6 separate regions of the Mus musculus genome follow, and all the other regions are linked to region 4. The links are chromatin contacts, called in public HiChIP or PLAC-seq and promoter capture Hi-C maps. All regions are on one chromosome and are shown on one strand. Each heading gives the region's core, a stretch centred on a gene start, on an enhancer-like site or on the middle of the called end of the contact. The rest is flanking DNA. Distances are from core to core; before and after follow the strand shown.

Region 1 (3,810 bases), core at 1,191-3,690, 400 kb after region 4:
AGTATTCCTGTGCTACTCTCTGCTGAATCTGCAGACCTGGGCACAGTCAGTTTCAAGCTGTTAACTGGTTGATAGCTTTCGGCATTGGCAGCCTTCACCTGCTGGGGGACCCCTAAAGCAGCTCTTTACCTGCTGGGGGACCCTAAAGCAGCTCTTCACCTGATGCCCCTACCACCCCCCCCCCGACTGTTTGGGGGCGTGTTATTGATGAGCTGTGCATATGTGCATATGTGGGGTCTCCATGGCCAGGCTGGGGTTAGTGGTACTCTCTAGCTGTGAAGCAAACCAGCGAGGCCAGGAAGCTCTGAGTCCCCAGCCATGCTAGGTGGCTGCTGGAAAGAGCCCTCCTTTTACGGAGGACAGGGGCTGACAAACGGGCTTGGCTTGCCTTCCGTCCTTTTATGGTTCCTGGGTCTGACAGGCTAGCAAGTGGAGCTGGCAGCAGTGGTTGCCACAAGAAGGTTCATAGGCCGAGCTGACTCAGAGCTGTCTCTCCCTGTCCCACCCTTTTTCTGAACTTCCTCTATTTTCTCTTCCTGGCTAAGCTTATTCATGACCTTCCTCTGAATCCACAGCTCCACCCCAGCTTCCAGCAGAATGAAGGCCAGCCTGAACCCCCAGTTGTAACTCCATCTCTTTTTCTTGTAGAACCAGTGGCAATCCTGTGCTACACATGGGAACTGGCTCTCTGAGAAATGAAAACAATCCAGTAGAGCCCAGAACCTTTTCCACCCACCCCTCAGACAGGGTTTCTCTGTGTATCCATGGCTGGCCTCGAACTCAGAGATCTGCCTGCCTCTGCCTTCCAAGTACTGAGACTAAAAGCGTGCACCACCTCTGTCTGGTCCAGAGCATTTTTTAAACATTTTTTTTGTTTATGTTTGTATATTTTTCTTTTTGTGTGTATATATATGCTATATATATGGGGTACCTGCAGAGGCCAGAAGAAAGCCCAGGAGTTGGAGTCACAGGGAGTTGTGAGTTACCCAATGTTAAGGGCTTAGAATCAAACACAGGGTCAACCTCTAAAAGTCACCTAGGGCTCTTAACCACTGAAGCATCTCTCCAGCCTGTGGAAGCATTCTTTAGATGAGACAAGTCACCCCAAAGAGTGATGAGCATGCATTGGTCTCTGAGAGAATTGTCTGTATTGGGGTACTGTGTACTTGAAAGCTGTGGAGAAGCTGGGCGGTGGTAGCGCATGCCTTTAATCCCAGCACTTGGGAGGCAGAGGCAGGTGGATTTCTGAGTTCGAGGCCAGCCTGGTCTACAAAGTGAGTTCCAGGACAGCCAGGGAAACCCTACACAGAGAAACCCTGTCTCGAAAAACCAAAAAAAGAAAGAAAGAAAGGAAGGAAGGAAGGAAGGAAGGAAGGAAGAAAGAAAGAAAGGAACAAACGAACCTGTGGAGATCTGCGAGAGAGGGGGAGATGTGAGCTTGAACATGGTCTGATCTGGATACCAGTGGCAGAAGAATGATAAATCAAAGAGTTTGAGGCTAGCTTGGGCATACAGTAAGATACGTAATAAAATGCCTTATAACATTTTTGTGATATCTCATAATAAAATTAATTTAAAAAAGAGTAGCTCACACTTCTAATCCTGACACTTGGGAGGCTGAGGCAGGATTATCAAAGCTGAGCTACAAAGTCAGTCTCAGGACAGCCTGGGCTGCAGAGGGATAGCCTGTTTCAAAAGAAAAGATAAAGAGCCGGGCGTGGTGGCGCACGCCTTTAATCCCAGCACTTGGGAGGCAGAGGCAGGCTGATTTCTGAGTTCTAGGCCAGCCTGGTCTACAGAGTTAGTTCCAGGACAGCCAAGGCTACACAGAGAAACCCTGTCTTAAAAAAAAGAAAAAGAGAAAAAAGAAAAAGAAAAGAAAAGATAAAGAGCGGGGCGTGGTGGTGCTTCCCTTTACTCCCGGCACAGGGGTCTACACAAAGAAAAACAAACAGAAAAGAAAGAAGGGGAAAAAAAGATGTCCCTCAGGGATGTGGGATTGTCTTCGTGTAGGACTTCAGGTACGGTGGATCAGATGGAGTCTCTTGGTGGGCCAAAGGCTGAGAACTGTGAGAGTGCTGCAGAATGGGGGGCCCAGGATTGTCTGGGGGTATCCCTGTGCTGTCCTGGCTTCATGGTGGGTGCCACGGTTGGAAGAAAAGGGAAATGCCCACCTTGAGGACGCCCACAGCTGGCAGTTTAGCTTGTGGTGGCTCTGCAGCATGGCGGAAGTGGTGAGAGAGGGCAGGGTAGTCGGGGCCTGGGCCCAGCAGGAGGAGCCTGGGAAGTGTCGCTGGTCCAGATTCAGCTGTCTGTGACCTTCCTCAGCCTGGTCTCACTCGGCAAGACAGCACTGACAGGAAGGCAGCAGGGCTGCTGTGGGGAAGTCGCTCCATCGGTAGCTTGAACCTTAGTTCCGGATAGTCAGAAAATTCTAGAATGGGGGATTGAAGAGTAAAGAAGTAAGGAACAGCCCCCTCCTAGAGTCTCTGTCAATGACCCCTTTGTGACTCTTCAGTGGTTCCCATGAGAACAGTCCAGTGTCGTGTGACTGGCAGATTCATGTCCTATATCGGAGACCAGGACTTGAACCCTTGGAGCTTCTGATTTGGGGAGAAGAAAGGAAAGGAGAAGGCCCTAGATTTATAATCATCTTGATGCCTGAATCAATATTTGGGGGCAGAATTAGTTTGTTTGGCCAGAGTCTTTAGCCCTGGCTGTTTGACATGGGTGTGTCCACCAGTGTTCCTGGCCCACCTCCTGTGGACAGGGCAGGCTCAGGGCATCCTTCGTCTAATGCAACCTGACCTGACAGGGCTGTATGGGTGGGTCAACAGAGTACTGTTTTTCTTTCTTACTTTTGAGACAGAGTCTTACTATATATCCTTGGCTAGCCTGATACTCAGTATGTGGCGTGCAGTGGCCTTAAACTAATTCATGGTGGGCCTCTTGGCTTAGCCTCCTGTGTGCTGGGACTACAGCCACCTGGGTGGGTCACTTGTGCCAAACTGTATTGCTTTTTCTTCATGTATGTCATTCAGTGTTTCTGCTGCACATTTCATCTCCCTGGATTCCTACTCGATTGATTATCCAAGTGGTAGAGTCTCTTCTTTGTTTTACTGAGTGACATAGGCTATGGGACAAGGGGACAGCTCTCAAGGGCAAGGTGACATTGTTCTCAACCTAGGGAGGCTGGATCCAGGTCTCCCTGGGGCCCCTTATCTGATTTTGTGGTCTAACCCCCACCTTTACTGCCACCCAGTCTTGAATCTGGCAACCTTCCCAGGATGTAGAATGGTTGGTTGTTCCAAAGGGAACCTTCTGACGTGGTGTCCCTCACTTGGACTTTGTACAGATCTGTCTTCTTTACCTCTTTGGATTAACAAAACTGCCTTGCTTGTCTGATTGGGATTAAGGGATCAGAATATCAAGAGAGATTAAAGGGGAAGAGGCTAGCACACAGACTGATCCTCTTAGAGCCTGCCCTCTGATCTGCCCCTGAAGGGAATCCCTGAGGACCGTGGTCTTTGCTGGCCCCAGGGCCCCTCTCCAAGGAGCACTCCTAGCACGGCAGCTAATCCTGCCCACAGGCCCTCTCCCCAGCGTGCCCTTTAGGATTTGCTGAGTCAGTTGTTCAATGTCCTTATGACTCTTTTCCAAAGCAGAGGTCCTGCTGCTTCATGTGGAGGAAGCCCTGGCTCAGCCAAACCCTGACCCATTTGATATGGGTTTCAAGTGTGCCTTAGCAGGTGTTGAACTGGAAGGGCACAAGGGGCAGTGTGGCCACCCGTGAGGCACCAAAGCGGCAAG
Region 2 (3,992 bases), core at 290-2,789, 440 kb after region 4:
CAGCTCCAGAGGAACCTGATGCTTCAAGTCTCCCAGACCTGCACTCTGGTGCACATGCTGGCGTGCACGTGCACACACGCACAATAGAAATAAAAAGCTTGTTTAAAGGCATGGTGCCACGGGGTTTTAATCCCAGCCCTTGGAAGGCAGGTGGATCTTTCTGTGTTTGAGGCTAGCTTGGCCTAATGAGAATACTAGACCAGGTTTGTTAATTTCACTGCAAGTGGACGAGGTTAATGTGCACCACTGGCATGCTTAGTACCCAGAGAGGGGAAAGGGCAACTGGAATTAGAATGATTATGGGCCACCGTGTGGGTGAAGGGAATCAAACCCAACTTCAGTGGTCTGTAAGTGCTCTTAACTTGTGAGCCCTCTCCAGTACTTTCAGCTTTATTACTGTGTTTATGGCTACAACTGTGATTCTTGTCTTCCATCCAGGGGTAAAGCTCAGGTGGTTAGTTAGACTTGGTAGAAGTTGTCCCCTTCCCTTCCATTTTGAGAATGAATCACAGCACAGTTCGAATGCCCTGAAACTTTAAGGTAGCCCAAACTGGACTCAAACTTGGAGTAACCAATCTCGGTGAGTTTTGGAAATAACATCACTACACCGGGTTCCAGAACATGTATTTCAGGTAGTGGAGCTTTTGTGGGTTCTTGAGGCATCACTGGGTAGCTGGTACTACAGTGTGCTAAAACAACACTCCCATTTCCCTGGGGGAAGTCATAACTGTAAAAACAACCCCATGCACTATCCCCCCTACCCCTCAAAAATTAAGACCCAGAGATCTAAAGGAAATAATAAATCGAAGTGTCTGGCAAAGTAAACAGTCACCATGAATATACACCAAATAGCAACGGCTTGTTTTTCATTCACTGATAGCTCTCGGGGATCCTAAATTATTTTGCTTTGTATTCAGCAAAACTAGTTTCAAGTTGGGCGTGGTGGTGTAATCTCAGCTGAGGTCGGAAAATCAACTTGGTCTGTATAACAAGCCCCAGTACTTACTAGCAAGACTGTCTCAGATGGAAAAAAAAATTTTTTTAAATGACGATCACCAAGTCACTTAAATGAATGGAAGTGTTCTCTGACCCCTATGAGGGCGCCAAGGAACATGAGAAATTACTTATAGTGTGGGCGAGAGAGGCCGAACAGACTACAGTGAGGCTCCCCATCCTGTCCACTCCCGGTTTCTGAGGGTGGGCAGGCGACAGCGAAGACCGTACGCTGCGGGACGATCACGAAGCAGCCCGAGTCCTCGAGCCGCAGCAACTTCCGCCCTCAACGCTCCTCACGCCCGCGCCCTTGCGCAAAGCAGGCTGGGAATGCGGAGCCTAGGTGGCCCCGCCACCGCCCACTCCCGCGTCCGGGCCGGCGGTATGGCGTCGGGAGTGGATGACATGTAGAGCCCGCCTCTCTGAGCCTGGCTCAGCTCCGCCTCTGGGCGGTTCGCTCTGCTGTAAAGCCCCGCCTCTGTCCTCCAACCGCACCCCAAAACCCTAGACACTCTGGATCCACCTCCTACGGAAGCCGAAGCGCAGTCCGAATCCGGAAGAAAAACAATCCGGAGGGAGCAGTGCTGCTGAGACCGGAGACCAAGGGCTGCTCCGGCTCGCACTAGATGCAGCACGGAGACAGGAACACACCGGGTTACCGCGAGGGAATAATGTCGGCTGTGAGTCTAAGGAGGCCGAGCGCACCGAAAGGCTTTGCACTCAGGTGAGGACGCAGGTGTAGGCCGGTCGGTTCCTGGCGGTTAGCTGTCTTCAGCCCAGTCTGATTTGTGGGGCTGGATTTCAAAACCACAGTAGGATCAAGGCTGCCCTAGTTTAGATACCCGAATTCTGTCAGGCCAGTACTGAAAGGGCTATGTTAGGATTGATGCACGCTCTAAACTTTGGCTGCCGAGTTGGTCACTGCAGATGCTCCCCAAGCAAGTGTCCAGTTGATTCTTGGAGCAGACAGGGTTAGATTGCTAAGGACCAACATTTGCCCCTACAGTTGTAGATTAGAAGTTTTGTTCCTGTTTTTCAGCAGTACATCATGGGGTCTTCTTGATCGGGCTGTGATCTCTAGAAATCCGAAATCAGATTTAGATAAGATCCTTTAGCGAGGTAAAGCCTGGTCTCATGCCCGCTCTTAAATCACGAGGAACACTGCTAATCGTCCAATTGAGCGTAATTCGCGGTGCATGGATTTGTTACTAATCATCAAAGTTGAGGATTGGGATGCCAAATCCCGAGTTTTATTTTTTATCCACTTAGAGTGGGAATACAAGGAGCCACTGAGTAAAGAAACCGGTTACCTGCCGGACAGCAGGGGGAGACTGTAAACAGACAAAATGACAGTCTCTCAGAGGACTTGAGAGGAAGGTTTTTGTATTATTTTGTTTATATTCATAGGGAGAGGCAGGGAGCTGCTTGAAGCTAACCAGGAATTTTTTTGTTTTGTTTTGTTTACAAGTCACACTTTAAGAACAGGCTCTGGTGGAGAAGGAAATGCCCCCCTCCCCTTTTTGGGTGGCTCTGCGGGATCTTGTGCTTCAGTGCCTCGGTATTCTTGGAACTCAGGTTTCATCTGTAGAGTCTGAGCTCCTGCTTGCTCTGTCCTGGAGACAGTCTGGGCTTCTTGGAGTGTTGCTATAGCAACACCCTCACTGAAGGTCTCCCTAAGTCTTCGCTTTTCTGAACTTGTGATGGATGTGGTGGTATTTAAGAGCTGTTGATTATTTCTCCTGATACTGAGACTTGTGGAGAGCGGAGGTTGGAATGTTATGTACCAACTGGCGACTTGTCCCAAGAGAGAGTAGACTCGTGAGACAGATAATAAGAAACCTGTTACTCAGAAACTTGTCCCTAGGCTACGTGAAGGCCTTGGCAGGATTTGTTGTGTGCCAAGGATCTGCAAGGTAGGAGAGGGGAAGGGAATACGCTGTCAGCCTCTCTCTTTCTGAGTTTCTGTTCTCGTAGCTCTGAAGCACATGGCCATGCTCAGTCAACCTCCAATTCCCTCTCGGTGCTCTTGGGAACCCATAGGTTGAGGAGTAAGCATGCAGAGTTGCTGACTGGGCCACAGAGGATGAGTGAGGTTTCTGTAGCTGGAGGGGCTAATAGGTTCCTGTCTCTCAAACGCAATCATTCTTTCCTTCTGGCCAATGGCATTTGAGCTCCCTTTGGCAGCTCTGTGCCAGGTACTGCCAGCTATGGGCGACTGTAAACCTGCCTAGAAGAGCCAGTTGGAGGGAGGGAAGAGATTCCTGCTTTCCAGGCATGAAAGGGAAGGTGAAAGCTGGGTAATCCACTGCTCCTTTTCCTCTTTCCTACCACACGATGCAGAAGCAAGCTGGGCATAGTGAGATTAACAACGTTAATCTCAGAATTTAGGAGGCAGAAGAAGGCTGATCTCCGTAAGGAGTTGAGGCCAGCCAGGGCTGCATAGTGAGACACAGCCTCAAAAGCACCAAACAAACAAACATGCAGACACATTTCCCATGATCACTGCAGCGGAAGCCTTGCACATACCTAGGTCTTTGCCTGCTATCTGGAAAAATCTTAGCCTCCATCCCCTGTGACTTAACATCCTTTCCACAGCGTACATGTTGTGACGTGGAATGTGGCCTCCGCAGCCCCCACTGTAGACCTCAGTGACCTACTTCAACTGAACAACCAAGACCTGAATCTGGACATATATATCATTGGGTAAGTGTCTGAAGGGCCCCTGCACCCCCTATCCCTGTAGAGGGCTGATGTAACCTGTCCTCGCTTGTGTTAGAGTCTGAAGGGGAGGAGCTTTCATCCTCCCTGGGTCCAGTCTTGTGTTTCTTGTCCTGGGTCAGCAATGGTTATGGGTTGGAGGTCAACAGCCACACAGCTAGGAAAGGGAGGCCTCTTGGTCTTCAGAATGCAGGCCTGAGAGTCTGATGATGGCTGTGGGAGAGTCAGTATCCTCCAGGCCAGGGGTGATCCTCTGCCTTGGAATGGTCAGTTTGCAGGAA
Region 3 (3,935 bases), core at 1,243-3,742, 460 kb after region 4:
GAGCCCCAGCGGTGCTTTTAGGGATTAAGTCTTGGGTCACTCACTGGCTTAAGGTGTACTCTAGCCTGAAGCCAACCTTAAGCCCAGGGCCATGCTGTGGGGTCCTCGAGTGTTCCCCAGTTGCCACCCCTAAACATCAGTGGTCACACTACACAGGTTTCTGTCCTAGGTCACTGAGGAAAACTGTGCAGTCCTGTTAACTGTTGGGAGGGATCAGAGCAGCACTACCTTAGTTGTTTCAAAGCGGTCCTGGGTTTCAGTTCCATTCCTCGTACAAGTCTAGAAATCTTGAACGAACAAGGCTTCTCACCTACCTACTCTCAGTTCCCCCTTCTAAAATAGGATAACAACATAACTCATGGTGGTACGTCCGGCACTGACGGGAGTGACATAAGCTAAGAACACAGGAAGCGCCTGGCATGGCGGTGTCCCTCACACCCTTGGTTCCTCACTTCACTTCCCCTCTCTGGACTCACGCTCCTGTCCAGAGAGGTGGAGCAGGCTAGAAGTAGATGCCGGGACTGTGGCTGGCCTCAGGCCCGGAGGGCGGCGGCTACACGCCCTCCTTCCGATGCGGGGCGGTGGCTGCGGGGGCGCCAGCGGGCATCCTAGGAATGCGGCTGCGCCGCTCGGGATGGGTGAAGTCCGTCGGACCCCTCCACGCGCGGATTCCCCTCATTCCAGCCGCTTGACGCGGCGGGGCGGGACGGGGCGGGGCAGGGCGGGCACTGCGGCCTCGAAGCCCCTCCCCTTTCAGTGCGCTCCTCCCACCAAGACTCCTCTGGCTGGAGAGGGAGCTCAATGAGGCCGCGGTAGGGGGAGGGGAGCGAGCCCATGCTAGTGCTGGGGACTCCAAGCTCTCCCACCTCAGGTCTTCTAATGCTCTGGGGTGGACTGAAGGTCGTATCCTCTCTATGCTTTTAAACCTGGGGGCATCGTAAAGGGCGCTCCCCTTTGCCCTGTCTTTCACCCATCTTCCACCTGCAGCACCCATTCCCCTGGCCCGCTCCAAAGGGCTTCGTTCCCCAGCTGGCGCCGCACACCACCCCCACCCCCGGGTTGTGGCTCGAGCTGTTGTTCACGAAGTAATGAACCATCCTTCCCCTTGAGGCCGCAAGGCAGCACCTGTCGCAGACTCACCTCCTCCCCAGGGAGTCCCCGTCCAAGGGGTGGGGCGCTTTGGTGCTTTGGGTTCTTACTCCCCCTATCCTCCCTAGACCAAGTGTATACCCTCGGTATATGCTTCAGGTTCCTTACAAAGGGCGAGGAATAGATAAGGCACTTGAGAACCCTTTGCAAATGGTAGATATAGGGGCGGACGCTTTCTTCACTAGACAAGAAGATTGGACTCTCCCCCAAGTCCCTCAGTGCGTGTAGAATGAAAGAGGAAGAGGGTAGTAGTGGTGTTGATGGCTTGGTCAGTGCTTCATTTCAGGCAACCCAACAATTCTGGCAAGTATCAGCCAATCGGCCTCTTAAGGCACTTACTCATGATCATCATCCTGCTAGTAAGCAAAGGCCAGGCTGGTTTTGTTGTTGTTGTTTTGTTTTACCGTAGACATCCATATGCCACAAGAGGTGGCAACTGACCCAAAGTCCACTCCACTCCTCTCACACACTCTTCTCGGGCCTAAAAAGGGCTGATGTCGTCAGAGAACCAGCGAGGGTGCTGGACAGACAAGGAAGACAGCTGATGGCCTGTGTTCAGGGAAGAGCGGAGATCCAGAGGGAAGAGAAAGAAGGGAAGAGAGGAGAGGAGCCCATGGGGCAGGGCACTGAGTCCGGAGGATATTCAGGCTGGAACATAAGGTTATTGGCTGCACACGTAGGAAAGTCAGAAGGGTGCTGCCTACTCGGCAAACAGGCTTCTTTAGGGGTCATGCTGGGTCAAAAAGGGCACCCTGCTCTGACCCTAGGATTTGTTTCTTAGCTAGGGAAGAGATCTTTCAAGAGATGTTTCTCTTCTGGCTCTCTTGGCACAAGTTTGTAATCTTAGTACTCAGGAGGCTGAGGCAGGAGGCATCTTGAGTTCCAGGCCAGATTGGGCTCCGTAAAGAGACCCTGTCTCAAACAATTTCTTTTCTAAGGATTTAAAGAATGGAGCCAGTCCTTTGGGAGTGTGTATGGGGGTGGACAGTGTCCCGTACAGAGGCTCCGCCTGTCCCGGGGCGCCGGCCGTATTTGGACATTTCGTTCTATTTTTAACTTTCCCGGGACTCGAGGTTGGGGGTGGGGAGAGAAATCCTGCTTCCCCGGTGACCCACGGGCTTCAGCCCTCGTCTCGCGCGGGGTGTCCAGCCCCGTGCTGTAGACACGAGCCCGGAAGTGAGTTCCGGAGCTGTGTAGACGCGGCGGCCGCGCGGGTTCCGGGCCCCACCCTGGAACTAACGACGTTCCTCCTGGAAAACCTGACTCAGGCGGAGCCCGCGGCACGCAGGAGGCCCCGCCCCTCGCGCGCCCCCTCTTAGGTCCCGAACCCCCTCCCACCCAGCCCGGCCAGGCCGGCTGCAGTGGGTCCTAGGGTCGGGACTCCGAGCCCCCTGAGCCAAGGGGCCTGCAAGGGGCGGTGCAGGGGGCGGGCTGGCCCCTCCCTCGGTTACGCCGCGGCCGAGTACAGACCAAGAGGCGCGGGCAGCGGAGCGGGGCGCCGGGTCCGGCAGGATGCGCTACCGGGCATCGGTGAGCATGGGCGCGGGCAGGTTTGGGGTCCAGGGTATCTCTCGGTGGCCCGCGGCGCTCCAGGGCCGGCCTTGAAGCGGGCGCGGCCCAGGAATTTCGGTGGAAGATGTCCCTGAAAGTTGCTAGAACAGGAGGCCGAGGCGGAGAGGGCTGCAGAACGCTCGAACCCAGGACCATGTGGTCGCCCCTGGTGATGGCTAAGACCCCTCCCACTTGAGGACCAGGGGGCGTTGGCTGCGGTGGTGTTTGGCAGCAGCTTCGGGCTGGGTGGGTCAGGGGTGGGCAGGTCTGAGGGAGACAGGCCCTGGACTTGAGGGGTGACGGAGAAGCAGAGAACTGAGCAACTAGGGCTAGAAACCAGGGTCAGGGGAGACTTGGTGACCTCCCTGGAATTTACAGCGGCTCCCAGTACCTTCCTCTTCCTTGACACCCCCCTACCCCAGCATTTTCTAGATCTGCAGGCCCTCTTTGAAAGGAAAGCTCTGCTTAAGACGCGGCTTGAGGGTCTAGCTAAGCCTGTACCTGCCCCACCCTTGGGTGGCAGCTGGGTTTCCCCTGGGAGAACCCTCCACCTCCTGAGGCTTCTCAACGGTGGAGGAGCTGCGGGAGGAGGGGGGGCGGGGGGGGAAGCCTAGCAGCTGGAGAGGAGGGAGTGGCTCCAGTTGAGGGAGGGCAGGCCACCCGCTTCTGGGGTGGGCATCAAGTCCAGCTGAGGTGGTGGCCCATGGGGAAACCCTCTCCTAGGACGTGAGCTCTGGCTTGATCCCTAAACAACTTCTACTTCTGGGAATTTGGGGTGGATGGGAGTTGGAGAGATGGCCCCTCCCTGTCTGCAGAATTCCCTCTGAACCGTTTGTCCTCCAAAGCACCTGTAACACGTAGCTGGGATTTGAGGTCACCTGAACTAACCCACTCCTGTTCTCTGAAGAGGAAGCAGTCCTGAGAAAGGAGGAGGTTTGTCCAAGGTCAACACCAGCATTCTTTCTGCCGTTCCTAGGAGCTCCTTGTCATGTCCCACCTTCCTCAACTCAAAATGCCGCTGCCCTGGATTCCATGCAGTCGTTCAGTGTCTGCTGGGCCCTTTGTGCTCCTATGGGCTGTGTGCATGGTCCATATGTCCCATAGGGTCTCTTATCTGCATTCCAGCATCCTGCAACCCAGCCATATGTCCGGAACATGTTCTGTAGCCTGTGTCCAAAGTGTCCCTGCCTTCTACATCCTGCAGGCAGGGTAGGAAACGAGACTTTAACCTGCAG
Region 4 (4,089 bases), core at 232-2,731:
CAGACTTTCTGAGGGAGAATCAGGTCTGATTCTCCCTCACACTCAGCTCAAACCAGGGGCCGGGACCTTAGGGTTCTGAGTATCTGTATTCGTGCCAGTGATAATGGCCTTGCTTCTGACTTCTGATCACCCCTCCAAGTTTACTCCACAGAGAACTTAGATCTCTGGTTAGATGGCAGCTGTCACATTAGCTCCACTTCCACCCCATCCCCCACTCGCATCCCGGATCAGCTCCAGAGCAACACCCTCTTTGTCTTTCTTCCAGACACTTCCATCATCTGAACTTTTCTCTTTTTGTCCTATTAGAGTATAAACTCAAGGAGGACAGGGACCTTCTCTTTTTCACTGGCTGAATTTCCACATAGTGTAATACATAAAACTCTAATATGTTCAACGAGTGACCTGGCCCAGTCTTTTTCCTCTTAGGGAGTCCTTCTTATCCCGGGCCAGTAGGGGGTGCCGGCCTCCACCTAGGATCTCTGCTGGCTTGAACCTTCTCCACACTTGGCCCAAAGGGCCCTTGCAGGACCGACCGGCTTTTCAGGCGGTACCTCCTCCCTGTTTGGAGAATCCTCTCATGGGTGGGGTCTGTGTAGGACTAAAGGGGACCGGGGAGGCCTTCCAGCCAGAGATAGCCCACCTGAACTCCCATAGTTCTTTATACGATTTTCAACTGGACATCCCCAAATGCTAGCTGTCCCGCACATCTCCCCCCAAAGAACAGTGTCTTGGAACTCTGGATGGGCGGGCGGGGTGGGGGGAAGGCTATGTCGCCGGAGCAGTTCTGGGCAGGGAAGAGCCGTCGAGCCTCACAGGAAGGAAGGGACGCGGGTCAGAGAGGAGACGGGGCAAGGGTGTTGGACTTGTCATCGGGGCTCAGGGCCGGTACACTGTTCCAGCCGCTTCTCTTGATGACCTCCAGCAGCGAAGGGCAAACAGGCGGGGGCTGGGCTGCGGGTGCGTGCTCGGAGAAGCCTGCGGGGCCGGGGAGGGCGATTACAGTGGCCGGACGACCCGCGGATGACTGGGGCAGGTACTTGGACGGACGCGGGCCGAGGATCATCCCCGGGGGCAGGTGCAGCGAAAACACCTTGGAAGGCGGCGCCGCACGGCTGAGCGCCGCTGCCCTGGGAATAGGACGGCGCTCCGCACCGCGAGCTGAGAGCACTTTCATAAATTTTGTATGGGAGGCGCTCCGTGAGCGGGGGCGGGGAACGGAGCGGGAGGGAGGGAGCTGAAGAGCGAGGGAGGGAGGGAGGAGGAAGAGAGGTGGGGGAAGCCGGGGGGAGGAAGGGAGGCGCCCCGCTCGGCGGATCGCTCGGTCCTGCAAACGCGCGCCGGGCGCTTTCCCGGAGCTAGGCTGTGCGTACGAGCGCCCTTTTGCAGCAGCCGCTGCCCGAGGGGGCGGGGAAGAGGGGACATCGGCTGGCCGGCTAGGGGGCGGCGTCCCCCCTCAAAACCGCCTGCAAAGTGTTTGGGGCGGCAGAATCAGGCCGCCGGCTCGGCGGAGCAAGCCACTCGCCCGGGGCTGAGCGAGCGCACCGCGTTGGTTGGCAGCGCCGCGGTTGCTAGCAGGCGCCGGTGCCCTGAGCACCGGGTTTGGGCTCACCATGCCCCTGCGGGACCGGGCCGCCGGGCACAAGCGGATTCCCGGCTTGCCCCCGCCTCGACGCGCTCGGATTAGCTGCAGCTGGCGCCCAGGGATTTGAATCTGGACCCCAGGAGGGAGCGCGCCTAGGCCGACCTCGGAGCGGCGGCCCCGCGGCCAACATGCTTCGCAAAGGTGAGTTGGAACCTCAGGGGCAAGTTGGAGTTGCATGGAACCGGGCCGAGCAACAAGCCCCGGGAGCCGTCGAACGCCAGGGAAATGGGTCCCGGAAGCAGCCCCCTGCTAGATGGCTGGCTTTTGTCACAGGCACCCGCCGTGCGCCTGCTGCTGGAGCTGAGCTCCCGTTGGTGGCCTGTTGAGAGACATGGGGTTTGTTCATGGGGTTTGTTCATGGATCGAGTGGCCAGGCCTCAGGGATCTGTCTTGAGGGTTCAGAGACCAGAGTGAGAAACCTTTGATAAAAAGGGAGCTGTCCTCCTGGGACCTTTGCCTCTCCATTATAAAGTTTTGCACTTGCAGGCTCCATCCCCTGCGCAGGCACCCGCCCCTGCTTCTGCTGCTTCAGCACTGAGTACAACCCGCGCTTGGGTGCAGGCAGCGGTCAGTCACCGCGCGGCCCCGGCGTTCACCACCGTTCCTAACTCCGGAGGCGCGCCGGAACGCAGGCATCTTCCCAGCATCCTACCCTTATCCCCGGGGACCAGCCCTGAGCATTTAGCGACCGAGGGTGGGGAGTGTCAAGTGCCAGAAGTCCGGTTCCTTAAACTTTCCTAATGCCTGGATCAGAGGGACGCAACCGCCAAGGCCATGTTGGCAGTGTGCGCGGCCAGAGCCAGGTTCAACTTAACGGGCGCTGGCTCGGTGACCACCTCGCCAGACTCCCCGGCAGCAGGAGCGGAGCAAAGTTGGCGCGGGTGCCGGGGAAGTCCTGCCGCGCCCCCACGTGGTTGCCGTTCTAGGTGCTGTCCCTCCGGCCCAGAAAGGGCAGGTGACCACACGTGAGCCCGCGGACCCGTTACCCTCTGCTCCCCTCCTCTGCGTGTCTCTTTGCTCTGAGGTCCCAGTGTACTAGCTGTGGCGCCCCGCTGGGATTCCCCTGTCCCTTGCCTCGGCCCGGCGGCTGCTGAGCCTTGGTGCCTGATGCTAGCTGCTCCCGCCCTGCGGGAACCAGCTGAGGCGGGAGCTCAGGTAGCGGAGGGGCCTGATCCCTGCGCTCCAGCCTTAATCCGCCCCTGTTTCCATGGCAACAGACCGAGGTGTCGTAAGCACAGGATTCTGACCTCACAGCAGGATGGGGAAGGAGAAAGCGGGCAGGGGGTGGTGGCAGAGGTGGGGGGAGCGAAGCCCTGAGATGGGCGGAGAGAAGCAGATACCGGGAGATGAGAGACCCAGATAAGCAGGTCAGACAGGTGGGTGAAAAGCCACGCCTTCGTTATGAGTCGAAAAGACTGAGTGGTGGTCCAGCCTCAGGCAACCACGGAGGTTTGGTTGCCTCACCGTGTAAGAACAATCACAAACTTGTGTGACTTGTGCCCTCCACGTGGGTCGGTACAGTAAGAAGATGGGGGGTTGGGGGGGGACACGACACATTGCCTCTTTTTCGTTGTGGTGTGGGGCAAGTCTCTGCAGTAGTTAGAAGAACCGCTTTACTGTTTAACACCCCAGTTCCTTTTCCTACAGAAAGACACGGAAAGTCACTTCAGCAACTCAGCAGTGCTGGAGTGCAGGCCAGTGTGTGTGCACAGGGAAGGTGATTTTTACTGAGCTGGAGACAGTGGAGTCTGAGAAGCCTGGGCATGGACCATGTAGACTTGCTCTAGTGGGGAAAGCTTCCCAGACAATTTTGAAAAGGCTGCCATGTCTGGGCTGCAGGTCTGTGATGGAGATAATGGGGAAGAACTGACATCTCATTTCCCTTTTGGTCTTTTGTCTTTTGGCAGTTTACAGTTAAGAATGAGCCACAAAGCAGCCCACACACTTTATTTATATGGCTTAGGTGCCCGGGGAGGCTCCAGCAGTCTCCAGTAGCTCTTTGGTATCCTTGCTAGCCAGAAGCCCAGCTCTAGACAAGTCCAGTGCATTCTGGGGGGATGCTGCCCGGGAGGGAGAAGGATCCTTTCCCTGCTCGAGAGGTGGCCACTGGAGGCTTTGGGCTCTTTCTCCCCGCACAGATGAGGTTGGCTATTGAGATTCCATCAATTGAGCTTCACACCTGGGTTGGCTTGAGGGAAACAGAGCAGAGAAGCCCTTGCCAAGGCTGGGCGGGGCGTGGGTGGCCTGGAGCCTGCTCCTGGGACACTGTGTGAGCAAATGACTTTTGTTTTGGTCCTTTCCTGGTCAATTTCCTCTTTGGGGCGCTGATCCAATACCCTGGATTTGTCTTTTCTGCACACATGTGGAGGAAGCTCAGATTCTTTGTGTGGAATCTAGGTGTGTGCCCGAAAGCCAAAACATGCCTCAGGCTAAGGCCACAGGAGGTG
Region 5 (3,834 bases), core at 944-3,443, 340 kb after region 4:
ATTTCCCACAATTCACTGCGGGGTAGATATGTGATGCAGAGATTGATGGATGAGTAGTTGTGTCCCAGGGACAGAAATGGGCAGATAAGATAAACAGGACACCAGGTTATCCTGGTGCAGTGGGGGCAGGGGAGGGGCAAGGCTCACAGTAGATAACATTAACTATTGTGTTAAATGTTTAGTTCACAGTGTCTAACATCATTACATGTTAGTAGCTCAGTAGGGTGCCTTTGAGCCCCCTAGCACGAGGCGGCAGAGGGCAGCCTGGATTACATAGCCAGTTCCAGGATGGCCAGAGCTACATAGTGAGATCCTGTCTCAACACTTCCCCAGACACACACACAGACACACACAATCTGAGGGAGAAGGGGGCACTATTTATTTGAAGAGGGGGAGGGAACATTTTAGATATATGTCTGGAGAAGGTCCTCAAGCAGATTGCTTAGGAAAAGGATTGAAGGGCTTAATCTATTGGCAGATAGTAGGTCCAATTTGGAGCTTATGAGATTTCTGCACAGTAGGTCATCAGGCCCCCAAACCCACCAGCAAGCCTAGACCAAGTCTGGGAGAGCATGCACTAGCAGAATGGCTGGCGAAGGTTCTGGGCACCAGGGGGCGCACTCGAGCTGAGGGAAGCTGAGTCAGGCTGCTGGGGACACCCTTAGCTCTAAAGCAAGCCGGCTCTTGAAGTGTGGAGAATCTGAGGGATACCGAGTGTTTTCTGAGGGGAGGTTAGTGCCTCTCGTCAGGGAGACTCGGACGGACAGCCAAATCTTTCGTGCTGAGGCTCCATTCCACGTCCAAGCAGGTCCTCAGAGCAGCGCAGCTCCGCTGATGATACAGAAAGGACGGAGCTCTTTGGACCCCTAGTGATCTATCGCGCTCTCCAAAGTCAGACTTAGACTAACTAGGTGCTCGGGATTGCTCACAGCATGAAGAAGGGTGGACGAGAAAGTGTGCCAGCCACATGAAAGAGTCGTTTGGGAAAGTGGGAGGGCAGGGCATGCCAAGGTGACCGGCCTGAACACTGACCGGTCTCTGAAGGCACCGAGAAAAGAGGGCGCGGGATGGGGATGGCGACAACTGGAGGACCAGGGGCTCTTAGTCCAAAATCCTGACTACAGACCCTTAAGGGACACCGATTAAAGACCAGGCAGGAGGCACCTGATTCCAGGCAAGGACCCGGTGAGTCGGGAGATCTAGCAGGGATGCGGTAATTATGCCACGACCTGGGTCGGGGTGTTCTGATACCCGTAGACAGCGCCTGGATAGGACAACGGGGGCTAGGCAGCGAGGAGCCCGGACACAAAGCCCAAGGAGCAGGCCGGGAAACAGCACAAAAGGGCGGTAATGGCCTGCGGAGTTGGAGCATCCGGCCCTGGTTCTCTCCGGGCGAGAACGGTGGTCTATACTGCGGGCCGAACCGCACGGTGCTTGGAGCCCAGCTCGCTGTGGACCAAGACTCCCTGAAACGCTGACCCATGAACTTGACAAGGAAGAGGGCAACGAGAAGGGCGTGGGGCGATGCCCGCGGCGGTCACCGGGTCGAGGGGCACTCCAGTTTAACTGGGTAGAGCTGGGCCTGCCCGAGCCGCCCCCCAGCCCCCCCATTCCTCTTGTTTGTCTCCAAGTCCGGCCGGAACCGGCTTCTGCTCGCCGGGGGGCGGGTGGGTAGCTGCTGATTGGCCGACGCCTGTTTCCAGCCCCACTCAGCCAATCAACGGGCGGCAGTGTTTTTCATCTTAGGATAGGAATAAAAGGGCTGGAAATAAAGGGGACAGAAAAGGCGCCGGGCGGGCCCGATACACACTGGTAGGAGCCGGGTGAGCTGGACTCCCAGGATCCGGGTCTCAGACGAGGGTGCGAGAACCTGAAGCCGCTCGCAGGCAGGGGTTGGAGGGAAGGTGCATACTTGTCAGAGGGACGACACCGGGAGGGAGACGTAACGAAAAAGGCCAGGAGGACAGAGGGACGGGATCCGCTTCTATGGAAACGGGCTAATCGCCGGGGTAACAGCCCGACACGGGGGTCGCGCGGTTGGCTCGCGCCGCCGGTTTGAACCGGCTTCGCCTCTCCCATGCGGGGTTCGCGTGGCGGTAGCGCCTAGCGACCTAAACACTAACCAATGGCGCGGCAGTTCCTGTGCGGTCCCGCCAATGAAAGCGCCGTGGGCGGGCCGTTTCGGGGCTCCCTGTGCTGATTTTGTGGTTGAAGGAACAAGCACTAAGGAAGGGTCTCGAGTGCGGGCGGGCGGGAGCCTGTCAGGGTCCCTGGGAGTGGCAGCTCTCAGGTGAGCCTCTGCTCAGGTGACCTTACTACGAGCTGCCTCCCTTTCCGGCCCCCAAAGTGGCTGTTCAGTCTTGCTTGGGATCAGGACCCGCTCCACGTCCTTGAGCATAATTAGCCCTTTTCCAGCTGCCATGCCTCAGTTTACCTCCGAGTGAACTAAGGGAGAAGCCTTTCCTCTTGGCCAGCGGGGCTCCACTGTGGCCTAAGGTAGCGTTACCAGGTAGCTGCGGGTACGGGGTGGCCCAGGTCCCTGACAGGGCTAGGGTTCTTTTCTTTTGCGGCGGGCACCTATAGCCTGGGCTGCAAGGGACTGACAGGCTGTGCGCCAGCGGCTACACGGGTTGGGTAGAGCCACCGCTGAAGCTGAGGTCTGCGCGCAGGTGTCTGCAGAACCGGAGCCCGACCACCGCCACACCGCACCATGGCGCCCACCCTGGCCACTGCCCATCGGCGCCGCTGGTGGATGGCCTGCACCGCTGTGTTGGAAAACCTCCTTTTCTCCGCAGTCCTCCTGGGCTGGGGTTCGCTGCTCATCATGCTCAAGTCCGAGGGCTTTTACTCCTACCTGTGTACGAAGCCAGGTGAGATGGGCGCCTCGGTCGGGGGCAGGTTTCTGGAGTGGGTCTTTGGGAGAGGGCGGTTGGTGGTGAAGATGTAAGCCAGCTATGCCTGCTTGCTGCACAGCGCCTCTAAGTGCCAAAAAGCCCATTTGATCCTCATCCAGCTCTCTGGGTGCGTATCATTATCATCGTCCCTGTTTGTGGATGGAGAAACTGAGGCTGGGACAAGTCTTCCATTTGCCCAAGCTGTAGACTAATAGACTAATAGACTCCTGCGTGCAGTCAGGAACGTTGCTGGCCTTCTGGTCTTCCAGGGCCTGCAGCATTGCTTGCCTTGCAAAAAAAAAAAAAAAAAAAAAAACATGTGTAAGAAAGAGGAACTCTCATAGGCCGGGGTGCAGCAGGAGAGAGGAAGTGGCTTCGCCTCCACCCGAAGGAAGGTTCATCTAGACCTACATGTTTTTAAGTCAGGCCATTATGGAGTCCCCTTAAAGGCTTGCCAAGATAGAATTTCTTGTCTATTTTTGCTGCTTTATGATTCTCCAAAGGCCATTTCCTCTCCTGAACTGTGAGAACATCTCAGTGGCTTTCAAAACATCGTAGGGAGGAAGAGGAAGGGAGACAGTGGTAGAAGGATGCTTAGACTCTCCAGGACAGACTGCAGGCAGGCTGAGGCTGGCCCACACTACCCCCACCCTTCCTTCTGCCACTCCTGTCTTCATACCCTGGTTGCTGTAGGGTCATCAGTGGGGCCGAGTCAGCTGCCATCCTCTCCCCTTCTTAGGCATCCTTGGTAAGAACTGCTTCTTGCCTTTGTCTCTTGTCTCTGCCCCACCCCGTACCCAGGCTTGACTCTGTAGGTCACTGCTGGCATGTCTTTTTTATTTCTAGAGTCCTATTCATTTACTTTTTTACTTTAAATTTTTTCTTACATTTTTTTATTCATTTATGGGGGCCACAGAACTGGATGACTGACAGAGGACTG
Region 6 (3,977 bases), core at 1,151-3,650, 490 kb after region 4:
GTAGACCAGGCTGGCCTCAAACTCAGAAATCTGCCTGCCTCTGCCTCCCGAGTGCTAGGATTAAAGGCATGCTCCACCACCAGCCGGCCGAAATTTCTTTTTTTTAATTTTATGAAATATATATGTTAGTGTTTTGCCTGCATGAACGTCTTTGTACCTGTGGGAGTCTTAGGAGAGGGTGCTGAACACCTGGAGATGGAGTTACAGATGGGTATGAGCTGTCATGTGAGTGCTTGGATTCAAATCTGGTTCCTCTCTAAGAACAGCAAATGTTCTTAACTGCTGAACTATCTCTCCATCCCTCTGAAAAGGGTCTTTCAAAAGAAGCATGAAGGCCAGGTGTGGTGGTACACACCTTCAAGACCCTTAATTCTACTTGAGAGGCAGAAGTGGGTAGATCTCCATGACTTTGAGGCTAGCCAGTGTGATCTACATAGTGAATTTCAGGCCCAAACAGGTGAGCCTCCATCTAAAAATTAAAAAATAAAAAATAAATGAGGAAGGGGAGGGCTGGTGAGATGGCTCAGGGAGTAAAGAGGTTTTGCTGCCAAGTCTCAGGTCCAGAGTTTTGAACCCTAGTGCCTACATGGCAGAAGAAAAGAACCAACTCCCCCACACTGTCCTCTGACCTTCACACCCAGGCCACACATAAATAAGTAAATACATAAGTAAATAAACATAAAAAATAACAGAATATGGAAAACAAAAAGATCCTTGCATAGGGGTGCACACCTGCAACCCCAGCACTCTGGAAGTGAAAGTAGGAGGATCAGAAGTTGAAGGTCATCCACAGCTCTGTAGTGAATTGGAGGCCAGCATATAAGAGTATGCAATAGTAAATGAATGAATATGCCTTCCTGGGGGGGGGGGGCAAAGGCAGACTGGTGTCTGACAGTTTGAGGCCAGGCTAATGTACACAGCAAGTTCTAGGCCACCCAGAACTGCATAGTGGGACCTTGTCTAAACAAACAAACAAACAAACAAACAAACCAAATCTCTCTTTCCTTTTCACTTATCCTGGGAATTGGATTTGTTGTTTCCCAGAGTCTCTTGTAAGGTCTTGCCTTGAAGCTCAGCTGTCCTGAAAAGGGAGAGAGGATAGTCATTTGCCCCAAAGGGCCAGAATTTACACTGGATGGCTTCTGCTGCTAGTTCCTGGTGACTAAGCTAGATCAAGATGAGTCACTGGTAACAAGGAAGGGGCCCTTTTCCCTGCTGTCTCTCCCAGGGCTGGCCCAGACTATGGGTGGGAGCTCTGGAAGGCCGGAGCTATTGACTAGGCTAAGGATAACTTTGGTTTTGTAGTGAGACCGGGTCTCACTATATACAAAACACAGTAGTAACAGCTATGCAATGGTGGCACACACCTTTAATCCCAGCACTGGGAGGCAGAGGCAGGTGGATCTTTGGGTTCGAGGTCAGCCTGGTCTATAAAGTGAATTCCAGGATAGCAAGAGCTATACAGAGAAACCCTTCCCTCCCCCATTTTTTTATTAATTTTTTGAGATAGATGAAGATGATCATGAAGGAAGTAAAAGTAGGAGATACACCTGGCTACAACTGAGAGTTTAAAAAAAAATCTGGCTGGTGGATATGGGAGCCCCAATAGAGAGAACTCCATTTTTTTTTTTTTTTTTTTTTGGCCTGGCTGGGCATTTTGTTTTCTTTGCCTTGAGTACCCTTCCCCACTTCATTTAACATCCTACCATTCACCCTAGGTCATCTTATCTGTGGACCCCTTCCTCTTATTTGTTTTGGTTTTATAATACAGGGCCTCAGACTCACAGGGATCCTCCTGTCTCAACTCCTGAGAGGTTGGGATAACTGTCATGAGTCACTTTACCCAGCCCTTGGGTCTCTCCAGGACTACTTAGTTGATTTCCTTGTGTTTCTGCCCCCCCCCCGCCCCCATAGCAGATGTTGTTTCCTGGTCCCTCCCATAGGTGTGTGAATTCAGTGACTTAAAGCCAGTCTGGGTCAGCACTGCACCTGCGCGGCAAATGCGGTATCTGTGGCTGCTCATAGATAACAAGAACTTCAGCTGACCTCGGGGGAAACCGAAGGAAACACGGGGAAAAGACCAGCAAGTCAGGGAGCTTTGAGGGCGACTATCATCCTCGGACCACATCATCTTTTTTAACTTCAGTCCTTTTCTTGGTGTTGCTACTTGTAGGTTCTGGGAGAAAAGACCGGCCGCTACCAATCTGTCAAACACGGATCAGTCAATTTGTAGGTTGAGGCTCCGCCCCTTAGACCTAGACTCCGCCTCCCCATCCTCCGCGGTTGGGGTCTGGGCCTGGCGGCGACGCCCAGGACGCCGCATGCGCACTGAGGGCCCCAAGGACTCCGTTTCCCTTCTCCCAATGGCGGGCGTCGGTCCCCTTCCCGGCAGCCTCCCTCGGGTAGAGGGCGCGTCATTTCCGGTGGGGAAGGCCCGCGGCCGCCGCCGCCATTTCGGGCGCTGCTGGGAGGCTGACACCGGAGCCGGTCCGCTGGGCGGCGGGCGCCAGGGCTGGAGGGGCGCGCGTGCCGGCGGCGGCCCAGCGTGAAAGCGCGGAGGCGGCCATGGCGGGCAACTTCGACTCGGAGGAGCGGAGTAGCTGGTACTGGGGCCGCCTGAGCCGGCAGGAGGCGGTGGCGCTATTGCAGGGCCAGCGGCACGGGGTGTTCCTGGTGCGGGACTCGAGCACCAGCCCCGGGGACTATGTGCTTAGCGTCTCCGAAAACTCGCGCGTCTCCCACTACATCATCAACAGCAGCGGCCCGCGCCCTCCAGTGCCTCCGTCGCCCGCTCAGCCTCCGCCGGGTGAGGGACAGGCGGGTGGGAGGCCCGGGCGGGGGTGAGGGCCGTAGAACCCTGGTCTGCTGCAGGAGGGACGTGGGCAGAGAGGGCTAGAGTGAACCTGGCGGGGGAGCTGTCTTCTGAGCAAGCTGGTTCCCACCGATGAGCGGGATTGTGGGGGAGGAGGAGCTGCTCACCGAGGCCTCTGGGTGTGCCTTGGGAGCCGGGGAAGGGGAACTGCTGCGGCCCCGGGGTGGGGCTGGGCGCCAGGGTCAGGCCCAAGGGCAGGGCAGGGCTAGGCAACTTGGGGACAATGAGTTAATGGGGATGTTACGGGGACATCATTTGGCAGTGGTACTCAGAATGGCTCTGCTAATCCTACAAGTGGCTTTTAGGCTTGAAACGTTTCCTGCAGTGTTAGAGCCGGGTTTGGCCATACTCCCCTGGTGGCCTTCGGTAGGAAGTCACCACGTACTGACTGGCTGGCTGGGAGGGATGGAGACACCCTCAGGAAGCCGGTCAGCTTTTTCCTTTCTTGGGCATTTTTCCAAAATATCTTTACCGTGCTCTTCCCTTGTGGAAGGTGGTGAACTAAGTGACTTGGTGATAGAAAAAAAATCCTTCTGTGACCAGCCCCGCGTAATTGAAGCCTAGCAGGCAAATTGTGTCCAAGAGGTTTTAAGTGTCCAAAAAAACTGCCCGCTGCAACTAGAGTTTCTAGTTTCAAAGTGATTAGTGGAGGAAGATTTTTTTCCTTTAGAAAACAAACAAACAAACAAACAAACAGGCATAAGCCAGTGAGAACAACCTTGGAAGTGAATGGCACTTCATTCTCCCTGGATTTACTTAAAAAGTGTCAGACACGTACTTCTGGGTCTTTTCTTGCTCTCTAAGTTGGTGTTGTGGTCAAAATCTTCCAGGATATGAGAACAGACCTGGCTAGCAGATAAACACCAAGAATAATTATCCCACTGTTTCCTCGTCAAGGACCATTGAGTTTTAACTGTCTTAGCTGTCTTATTGCAGTTGTCTTGGCAATGTTAAGGGAATTCATGCACTTAGCCCTTGACGTTTATGAGATGAACAGTGATTCTGAGATTTCTGTTGTCTCTGTGTATAACAGCACCAAGCTTCTTGCTTTCTGGATGTTTGAAGTGTAAGCTTTTTCCTTCTAGAGCTGAGCTAGTCTCATGAA

Evidence for each region. Promoter capture Hi-C pulls out the DNA fragments that hold promoters and counts their contacts. HiChIP or PLAC-seq counts read pairs in DNA pulled down with a chosen protein or histone mark.
Region 1: a contact with region 4 is called in an H3K4me3 HiChIP or PLAC-seq map of bone marrow-derived macrophages, with 5 times the contacts expected there. The contact joins the promoter of 4931413K12Rik here to the promoter of Rtn4rl1 in region 4. A contact is called at or near these places in 4 of 39 promoter capture datasets (cranial neural crest, liver, pre-B cells and 1 more), 10 of 484 Hi-C or Micro-C datasets (B cells, the C3H10T1/2 cell line, CD4 single positive thymocytes and 4 more), 6 of 115 datasets of contacts at active chromatin or transcription factors (bone marrow-derived macrophages, embryonic basal ganglia, embryonic hindbrain and 3 more) and 1 of 9 other capture datasets (embryonic stem cells).
Region 2: an HNF4G HiChIP or PLAC-seq map of pancreatic cancer cells shows a contact between it and region 4. The contact joins the promoter of Inpp5k here to the promoter of Rtn4rl1 in region 4. A contact is called at or near these places in 5 of 39 promoter capture datasets (the 3T3-L1 cell line, cranial neural crest, fetal liver and 2 more), 1 of 484 Hi-C or Micro-C datasets (embryonic stem cells) and 8 of 115 datasets of contacts at active chromatin or transcription factors (the 230-238 cell line, double positive thymocytes, embryonic midbrain and 4 more).
Region 3: a contact with region 4 is called in a FOXA1 HiChIP or PLAC-seq map of pancreatic cancer cells. The contact joins the promoter of Myo1c here to the promoter of Rtn4rl1 in region 4. A contact is called at or near these places in 4 of 39 promoter capture datasets (the C10 cell line, hippocampal neurons, liver and 1 more), 3 of 484 Hi-C or Micro-C datasets (Th1 cells and embryonic stem cells), 4 of 115 datasets of contacts at active chromatin or transcription factors (epiblast stem cells, large pre-B cells, pancreatic cancer cells and 1 more) and 2 of 9 other capture datasets (liver and pancreatic islet).
Region 5: a contact with region 4 is called in a promoter capture Hi-C map of neural stem cells. The contact joins the promoter of Slc43a2 here to the promoter of Rtn4rl1 in region 4. A contact is called at or near these places in 14 of 39 promoter capture datasets (the 3T3-L1 cell line, 3T3-L1-derived adipocytes, the C10 cell line and 7 more), 3 of 484 Hi-C or Micro-C datasets (all in embryonic stem cells), 18 of 115 datasets of contacts at active chromatin or transcription factors (the SCID.adh cell line, T-cell acute lymphoblastic leukemia, bone marrow-derived macrophages and 13 more) and 2 of 9 other capture datasets (liver and pancreatic islet).
Region 6: a contact with region 4 is called in an H3K4me3 HiChIP or PLAC-seq map of embryonic hindbrain, with 3 times the contacts expected there. The contact joins the promoter of Crk here to the promoter of Rtn4rl1 in region 4. A contact is called at or near these places in 2 of 39 promoter capture datasets (the C10 cell line and pre-B cells), 2 of 115 datasets of contacts at active chromatin or transcription factors (embryonic hindbrain and large pre-B cells) and 1 of 9 other capture datasets (pancreatic islet).

What each region holds. Positions count from the first base shown.
Region 1 is chr11:75,592,360-75,596,169 of GRCm38.p6, forward strand. 4931413K12Rik (RIKEN cDNA 4931413K12 gene) reads right to left here and starts at 2,441. Exons shown (of 2, transcript NR_166698.1): 1 at 2,175-2,441. All of the region lies in intron 2 of Pitpna (phosphatidylinositol transfer protein, alpha), which reads left to right.
Region 2 is chr11:75,629,481-75,633,472 of GRCm38.p6, forward strand. It overlaps Inpp5k (inositol polyphosphate 5-phosphatase K), which reads left to right and starts at 1,540. Exons shown (of 12, transcript NM_008916.2): 1 at 1,540-1,717; 2 at 3,589-3,696; 3 at 3,983-3,992. The coding sequence starts at 1,620.
Region 3 is chr11:75,653,523-75,657,457 of GRCm38.p6, forward strand. Myo1c (myosin IC) reads left to right here and starts at 2,493. Exons shown (of 32, transcript NM_001080775.1): 1 at 2,493-2,679. The coding sequence starts at 2,662.
Region 4 is chr11:75,192,512-75,196,600 of GRCm38.p6, forward strand. It overlaps Rtn4rl1 (reticulon 4 receptor-like 1), which reads left to right and starts at 1,482. Exons shown (of 2, transcript NM_177708.5): 1 at 1,482-1,783. The coding sequence starts at 1,771.
Region 5 is chr11:75,529,919-75,533,752 of GRCm38.p6, forward strand. Slc43a2 (solute carrier family 43, member 2) reads left to right here and starts at 2,194. Exons shown (of 14, transcript NM_001199283.1): 1 at 2,194-2,496; 2 at 2,670-2,870. The coding sequence starts at 2,711.
Region 6 is chr11:75,676,859-75,680,835 of GRCm38.p6, forward strand. It overlaps Crk (v-crk avian sarcoma virus CT10 oncogene homolog), which reads left to right and starts at 2,401. Exons shown (of 3, transcript NM_133656.5): 1 at 2,401-2,806. The coding sequence starts at 2,566.